Linked DNA regions of Pan troglodytes: region 2 is linked to region 1. A link is a contact called in public Hi-C data. All regions are on one chromosome and are shown on one strand. The core of a region is the stretch at or near the end of the contact, and the rest is flanking DNA. Distances in the headings are between cores, read along the strand shown.

What was found. Hi-C and Micro-C count contacts between places; a contact is called where the count stands out from the background.
Region 2: a contact with region 1 is called in a Hi-C map of a lymphoblastoid cell line, with 9 times the contacts expected there. The contact joins two enhancer-like sites. A contact is called at or near these places in 5 of 7 Hi-C or Micro-C datasets (blood, induced pluripotent stem cells, a lymphoblastoid cell line and 1 more) and 1 of 1 other capture datasets (stem cell-derived neural stem cells).

What each region holds. Positions count from the first base shown.
Region 1 is chr9:130,222,285-130,226,052 of NHGRI_mPanTro3-v2.0_pri, forward strand. No RefSeq gene overlaps it. Among named protein-coding and RNA genes, the nearest start is that of ETS1, 300 kb to the right of the region's middle. Within about 2 kb of position 1,732, at least 3 of the 24 cell types and tissues checked have an H3K27ac peak or open chromatin away from gene starts, as enhancers often do. A contact at or near this core is called in a lymphoblastoid cell line, where this site is marked.
Region 2 is chr9:130,561,342-130,565,109 of NHGRI_mPanTro3-v2.0_pri, forward strand. No RefSeq gene overlaps it. Among named protein-coding and RNA genes, the nearest start is that of ETS1, 42 kb to the left of the region's middle. Within about 2 kb of position 2,125, at least 1 of the 24 cell types and tissues checked has an H3K27ac peak or open chromatin away from gene starts, as enhancers often do. A contact at or near this core is called in a lymphoblastoid cell line, where this site is marked.

The sequences.
Region 1 (3,768 bases), core at 482-2,981:
ACCACCGGGGCCACCACCACCAGTGGCTATCTCTTGCCTGCTATGATCCAAGATTCAGCTAAATGCAAGAGCTGGCACTGAGAGCTCTCCATGGTCCCTGCACTTTGTTCATGCTGACATAGTTACTCCCTTGCTCACTACCTTGTGTTAGTGTCTTCATAACATTATCACTATCAGGAATACTCATGTATTTGTTGCTATGTACCATCTGTCTCTGTTGTACACATATACCAGAATACAAGTTACTTGACGATAGGAATTTATCATTGTTTGCTATTGATCCCCAAGGCCTACGCCACAGTTTAGGTGTGCTATAATTGTTGAAAAATATAAACAGAAAAAAAGAAAGAATAAAATCTCTCTCATTCCCAGTACCTCTCCTTAAGTCAGTGGTTTTAAACCAGGAACAATGTTGCCCTCAGGGTAACATAGTATATAGGTCTTCCTTTCTACTGCAGCAAAGGAAAACAGACCAATGCTTCAGGGAAATTAGCACCGACATGTTCTTGGTGACGATCCACTTTAGAGGACAAAAAGTATCATGTACTACTCATGTGCCACAGGGAAACCAGCATTCTAGTCTCCCCATCAGTAGTTGCTGAAAGTTGGATAAGCTGTGGGCAGAAACATACAAAAATGGTGAATGTGAATACAGAGAAAAGGGCGGTCAGAGACGAGGCTGTTACTCTGGAAAACCAACCAGTCCTTCCGCAAAAGAACTCGTAATGAATCAAGTGTCAGTTTAGCTGAACTCTTTGTGAATGGAATGCTTTCTGTTGAATGAATGCAGTTCTGTCATGTGCAAAGTCTGACTCAAAATGAGCTGAGATATGAGCATGATTTAACTGATTGATGACTTCAAGCGTTTTCCCTCTGGTCACCCACAGTCGTTTTGGTTTTAGTCTGCAGCTCAGTAACACCCAGGTTGCAGGAGAAATCCAGTCATTTATGATATGACTAGATCATTGTCCATTGACTATTTTCCACACTGATAAGCTCTGCTAATCAGAGGACTAATGTCTTCAGGCCAGTGACAATCTTTTCATTTACAGTTTTCTTCCAATCAGAGAAATGGGGCTGGATTGTAGAATCCTGGAATTGAGAAGGAAGGTCTACAAAAAGTCATTTCATTTTGTTCTGTTGTCATTTTGTGATTGTACCAAATTCACTAAGAAATATAATGATTAGAAATACGATTACAACTTTCAAAGAGAGACACACTTTGATGCCTCTTAGTAAGGTGTTTCTGGTCTCTCAAGTCTTACAATCAGAAGGCTTTATGTTGTTTTGTTCTGTTTTCTTGCCAACATTAGACTCACAAGTCCCTCTTCTAATTTGTTCTTCCCTATCCCATCCACTTATTTAGGAAAGTGATACATAGTACAAAATTACATGTAGGTCTTCTGTAGGGAATAAGTTTTATGTAATCAAAGATATCCAGCAGTTTTACTATAACATCTCTTTTTCAAAATAGAATTTTATTCATCAACCCTTGCAGGGATAAGACAATGATGCAGAGAGTTTGTCCTATTAGTCTTAACACATGTTTGTACCTGTAAACTTAGGATTAAATCTGTCCTTACTTGGCATCAAACTAGAAGCCTAAATGTCAAGTAAAATTGAGTTATCTCAAATATCCCGGCCATTATAGAATATGGTTATTAGTCTGGGTCAAGGCAGTGTCATGTCTTCTAAAATCATGCCGCTAGAGGGAGTAAAACCCAGCAGTCTGCAAACCATCCCAGGCCAAAAGAGCAACGTTGTCTGTTTCACCTTTCTCTTTAAACAAATGATCCTCAGCTTGGTTGCCCCAGAAAAACACCAGCATCTGGTGAGTGGTGTTTATTCTGAGGTTACTCTTTCTAAAAATAGTTTTCTGAAAACTCGCCCTGGTCGGCTGGGAAGCACACAGGCGGAGTGGCGAGCCAGTGAGTGGGAGGCTCTCCTGCAGCGGGGGCACCTTAGAGGCTGGTCGTGTGGGCCAAGAATGCACTCGAAGAGCAGGAACAGAGTTTGCAAGGGGGGCTGCCGGTGTCCACGGGAACCGTGGCAGGCCAGACACACCCATCCCTGGAGAAGCAGAAGGTCGGCTAGGAGCTATGAACATCCTTGCTGAGCCCCAGAAGTGAGGAGCAACAGGGGAGGAAGGAGGCTCCTATCTTGAAGCTGTTGGGCACCTACGCAAGTGGCACAGGGAGGGGCAGGGTGTTGGCTCCGAGTGAGAGATTTGCTTAAGCCAGATGGTGGCCGATGAAGGAGGCCCAGGCAACCCCTTCTGGTCTTCCAGACAACACCACAGGTTTGTGTGGGTTGGCGGGGTGCTATCTGTCTGTCCATCCACAAGCACATGCCAGAAAGAAGAGGATGGAGGAGGTCAAGATTTTGGGGGGTTCTCATCATTTTCCCTTTCCAAGTTTCATCCTTATCCATGCTTCTAATCACATGGAGACCATTACCACTGGGGGAGTCATTTCCATTTTTCTTTAGATTCCATTCTAAAATCCCCTAAAGACCTAAAGTAAAGAACGTCAGCAGTGGCATTTCTATTCCTCTGAAGGGTATTTTAGACAATAATTTTGGATAGCCCCACACTGCATGAAGCAGGGAACTGCATGCCCTTCCTGCTCGGGAGCCCAGCCCTGCCTCCAGCAGCTCCAGCTTCCTTTCCTCTCTGTCATGGTGCTGCCTTATGATGAGCAAGAAGTTAGACCCGACTGGCCCTCGGCAAGCTGGGGCTTCTAAGAGAAGAAGGGCTGGGCTGCCCCCTGCAAGTCCTGGATAATGCCACTCAGGGAACGGGAGAAGCTGATGCGCAAAATATGCCATACCCCGCTGCTTTCTTCTCACTCAGACTCCAAGTCAGGTCGGAAGCAGCTCTTCCAGACCTCCCCCAAGGCAAGTTGCTAGAGGATAAGGCTTTTATGTGTTTCCTGAGAAATGTGTGGGAGAATCCAGCCTCCCTGGATATTGGAGAAGTCCTCTATCTGGAACTGCAGTGTTACTGCTGATCCAGCCTCCCTGGATATTGGAGAAGTCCCCTATCTCGAACTGCAGTGTTACTGCTGATCCAGCCTCCCTGGATATTGGAGAAGTCCCCTATCTGGAATTGCAGTGTTACTGCTGAAACATGTAGTTTCTGAGCCTTTGTGTTAAGGCAGAAAAAAATAGCAAACTTGGTATTAGGAGAATTCTGAGTTCTCATGTTTGCTCTATTCACAGCAAACTCTGATTTCAGACAATTCATTGCACTTCTCCAGGCCTCAGTTTCTTTGTCTATAAAATAAGAATGTTAGACAAGACTTTCTGTGATGGCTTTTCTGGTTCAAAATGTCCATGATTTCTGTCTGGTGAATGTACATGGGGTTTTATTGTTGTTCGTTTTTTGTTTTTTCTTTAACTATGTCTAGCCTACTACCCCACCTAAAAGTCAATAGAGAGAGCTCTGGGGTAAAGTGCATGCCAACCTCAGAGTGCATAGCCATACTGTGTAGGAGGAAGCAAATTTAGAAGGAAACAGGCTTCATTTATTCTGCCTGATATGGTTATCTCTCTGAGGCTTGTGCCCATGCAAGCGAGATGAGAGTGCGGAGGAAGGCGGGGGGACACACTGTCAAATGTCAAATGTTTAGCAAAGACTTTGAACTCTGACAATTGAGTCTTCCGGTAACTTGTGTCTCTACTTTTGCAAAAATGGAAGACGGGGGAAAGAAAAAAGAGAGAGGGAGAGATAGGCAGAGAGAGAACAGAAAATGATTAAATATGACACCA
Region 2 (3,768 bases), core at 875-3,374, 340 kb after region 1:
TATTTGTGTTTGAGGGTTACAGAGCAAAGATTCTCTTATCAGCACAGCACGGGGTACAAGAATGGCAAGTTTAGCTCAGCAGTCAAAGTCATGAGAAATTCAGAGGGAGGTGTGAAATTTCTTCTTAAAACTGAAAAGCAAAAACATTTCATAAACAAACGAAAAAGGAAAAACCACAGCTAAAATCCGTAAACTATTAACTATATCTGTTTATTAAAAAAAAAAAAAGCAGATGGAGAGCTTTTTTGTTAATAAGCTAAAAAGTTCGTGTTTTTGTTTTCTGTAAGCCTGTTTTAAAGAAAGCTCCATTTCTCATGACTGACCTTCTGAGAATAGAATGAGGTGTTTTCTGCAGTGGAGTCTGATTCTTTCATCACTACCAAAGAGCACTGAGTGATCACCCACACTGCATGGCAGAAAACAGAATGTACTGTTATACCGCATTGATGCCATCAAAGTGTTTGTGGGGCGTAAAATTAATATTCGGCTTATGAGGGTAGGCCGGGGGAGAGGGTGGGTGTTGTTTTGCATCCCACATCAGGACACCCTGTATTTAAACACACTTTGTGTCATCGAGGGTGGTCTCAGAACCCATGCACCCAGAACCAAGTTCGGCCGTCAGCCACATGGAAAGGCAGCACCCCATCCCTTCCCCTTAGCACTTCCTGACCCTTCTACTTTTGCTTCCTACTCCTAGTTTTCCCCCTCCCACAAAGAAAAGAGTTCTAAACCAGATCACATTAAGACCTTAGGGATGAAAGTAGCCATCCCCTTCTGAAGGTGTTTGCATTCTACAGAATGGAAGAATTCTGGCCAGGGCTGCAGCAGGTAATGGTGAGCATGAAGCCAGGAAGGCTAAGATCAAAATCGGGGACCCTGGGGGAGATTGGAGGGGACTTCTGAGTGTACCTCACATTCCATCAGATAGGCCCTAATCATTTTGCCAAAGGGAGGGATTTGAGGGGATCATAGCAAAGATTCTCTTATCAGGACAGCCCCAGGAAGCCCTGCAAAGGTGAGGAGAGACAGCCAATGAAGGATGAAGCTGTGTGAATTTTAGCTTCAGCCCCAGGTTCTGCTCAGCAAAAGTTGAAGATCTGGTCATTTATAGATTCCTGGACTTAAATCAAAAGAGCCAGAACCTCAACATAGCGACTCCAGGAGCTAGGTGACACTGAAGTCACCTTACCCCTCCATATCCTGTAAAACAGGGATGATCACAAGAGAAAGTTGTGGAGCTGAAATGGGCTGAGGTACTTGAAGGCTTTTTCACTCAGAGATGGTCAGAAGACATTTGCCAGATGATTTCCAGATGTGTCAGAATGAGGAGCACTCTCTTTTGAGCAGGATAGCTCTCTCCCACATTTAATGTATGCCTGAGAGGAGAGAGAGAGACAAAGAATGATCAGACTGTACACCATTTGTGGACAAAGGGTCATCATGGGGCTTTGACAATTCTCCAAGAGCACTGGTTCCACATAGAAGCTGGCTTCACAGGCTGGCATTGGGATTAGGCCAGAGGTCAGATAGTAGGTGTGGCAAGGCCCCAGGTGGGCTAAGGCTGGCCATGGAGACAGGTGGGCTTTCCTGTTGAATGCTTCCAGGGAAGTCACGCCGTCTGGAACCTCAGATTTGGCAAATCAGCAAAGGAAAATTGGTCGCAATTATTTTCCAGGGCTTCCATGCTCTCCGATGTGTTAGATCCTTGTTAGCATTAACCAGAGTTAAACATTTGTTTTATTCTGTTGATGGAGAGACAGGTTTTAGAACACCTTCCCTGACAAGGTTAAGGTTGCAGGTTCTGAAAATTATCTCCGGTCTCCAAAGTTTTTGTATTTCAGTGTCTTTGGTGCTTTTTTGTTTTGTTCTATTTTGAAGTAACTTTATAGTTTTTGTTTGTTGTTTTTTTTTTAAGTACAGGTATGTTGAGCACAGAAAAAAAAAAAAAAACATTGCAATAACCTTGACTTCTGAAAAGTCCTCTCATTCTTCCAGGGGAGGAATTTTGTTTTTTAGGAACTGTTTTTTCATAAAGACAAAAGTCTTAGCAGTTTGGATTTCGGCCTTTGAGTTTTTCTTTTCATCATGTGTAATTTCAAATTGTCCTGAGGTCCTTCCTCCTGGAACCTAGCGAATACAGCTCAATGGCGCCCCCTGAAGGCCAACGTAGAGGGGTACAGTAAAAGAGGATAAAATGAGGAACCTCCAGCCCTCCCTATCCCACCAGCCAAGACAAACCACCATCTAGGCCCAAAGGCAGGTTAGCGTGTGGCAAAACCCAATAGCTGCATTCAAAACCCAGTTCTGACAACAACAAGCTATTTCTGCATGTTCCCACATAGTTGAGAAGAGATTGAGCTTTGGCATAAAACAGGTCAAAGGCCTTGGATTGAATTCCAGCACAGACAAGTTACTTAATCTCTCTAACTCACTTTCTCTTTCTGTATAATGTAGAATACAAAGTAATTTTTTTTATTGCTTACTATGTGCAGGCTTTGTCCTAAGTGTTTAGGATGTGTTAGCTCATTTAGTTCTCGCTAAAACCCTCTAGTTTGTGTGCTATTAGTACCCACTTTGTACAAATAAGAAAACTAGGGCCTGGAGTGAGTCAGAAGGCTTCACAGCTGCTAACTGAAAAAAACAGGGCTGAACGCATGTGGTGCAGTCCGGAGCCTGGACTCACCACCACATGTCACACTGATGCCCATACTTACCAGGTGGGACCACCGTGAGGACTAGAAAGAGAAATGTCAACCACGTAGCCCTGGACTGGCGCAGAATAAATGCCCAACAAATAATAGCCGTAATTATTCCCATTCTTGGTCGACCACATTAATAAAAGCTACCATAGAGGCAGGGAATCAGTAAGAAGAGATGACTAAGAGGATGCTTACTGCATGTAGGAAAATCAGTTAATGCTCGTGTGACTGGCTTATTTCCCTTTGCATACTGTCCTTCAGGTCCATCCATGTTGTCACATATGGCACGATTTTCATTTTTTTTAAGGCCGAGTAATATTCCACTGTCTGTATCCACCCATTTTCTTTATTCACCCATTGATGAACATTTAGGTTGTTTCCACATCTTAGCTCATCTTGACAGTGCTACAATGAACATGAGCATGTTAATATTTCTCCAAGATCATGATTTCAATTCTTTTGGATAAATACCTACAAGTGGAATGGCTGGATCCTATATTAGTTCTGTTTTCCTCTTTTTGAGGAACCTCCCTGCTGTTTTCCATAGCGGCTATACCATTTTACATTCCTACCGTCTGCGCCAGAGTTCGAATTTCTCCACATCCTCACCAACACTTTTTATCTTTTGTTCTTTTGATAACAGCCATCCTCACTAGTGTAAGGTGATATCTCATTATGGGGAAAAATTATATGAAAAGGAAGCATCAAATTAATGGGCAAGAAAACCAGTACATAGTATTTGGACAGTTGGCATATTACTTAAAAATTATGTATGAATCCAAAAAATTAACTAACTCTTACTATAAATTATTAGTATTCTGATTGTTGACATTAACCTGTAACAATAGGAGAAAAAGTTAGTTCAGGAATCACTTCCCAATTACATCTGTTACAAATGCAAGGAGAAACAAATACAAGGAGAAACTCCTTTGCATACAATATTTTAAAGAAAAAGACAGATGAGTTTTGGGATGCGAGGAGAGGGGCAAGAAACTGTCTTCTGTGTGGAGAGGGATCTTGAAACATATCTTCCAATGGGAGGCCAAATGCAGGGGGGCATTGCTTTCAA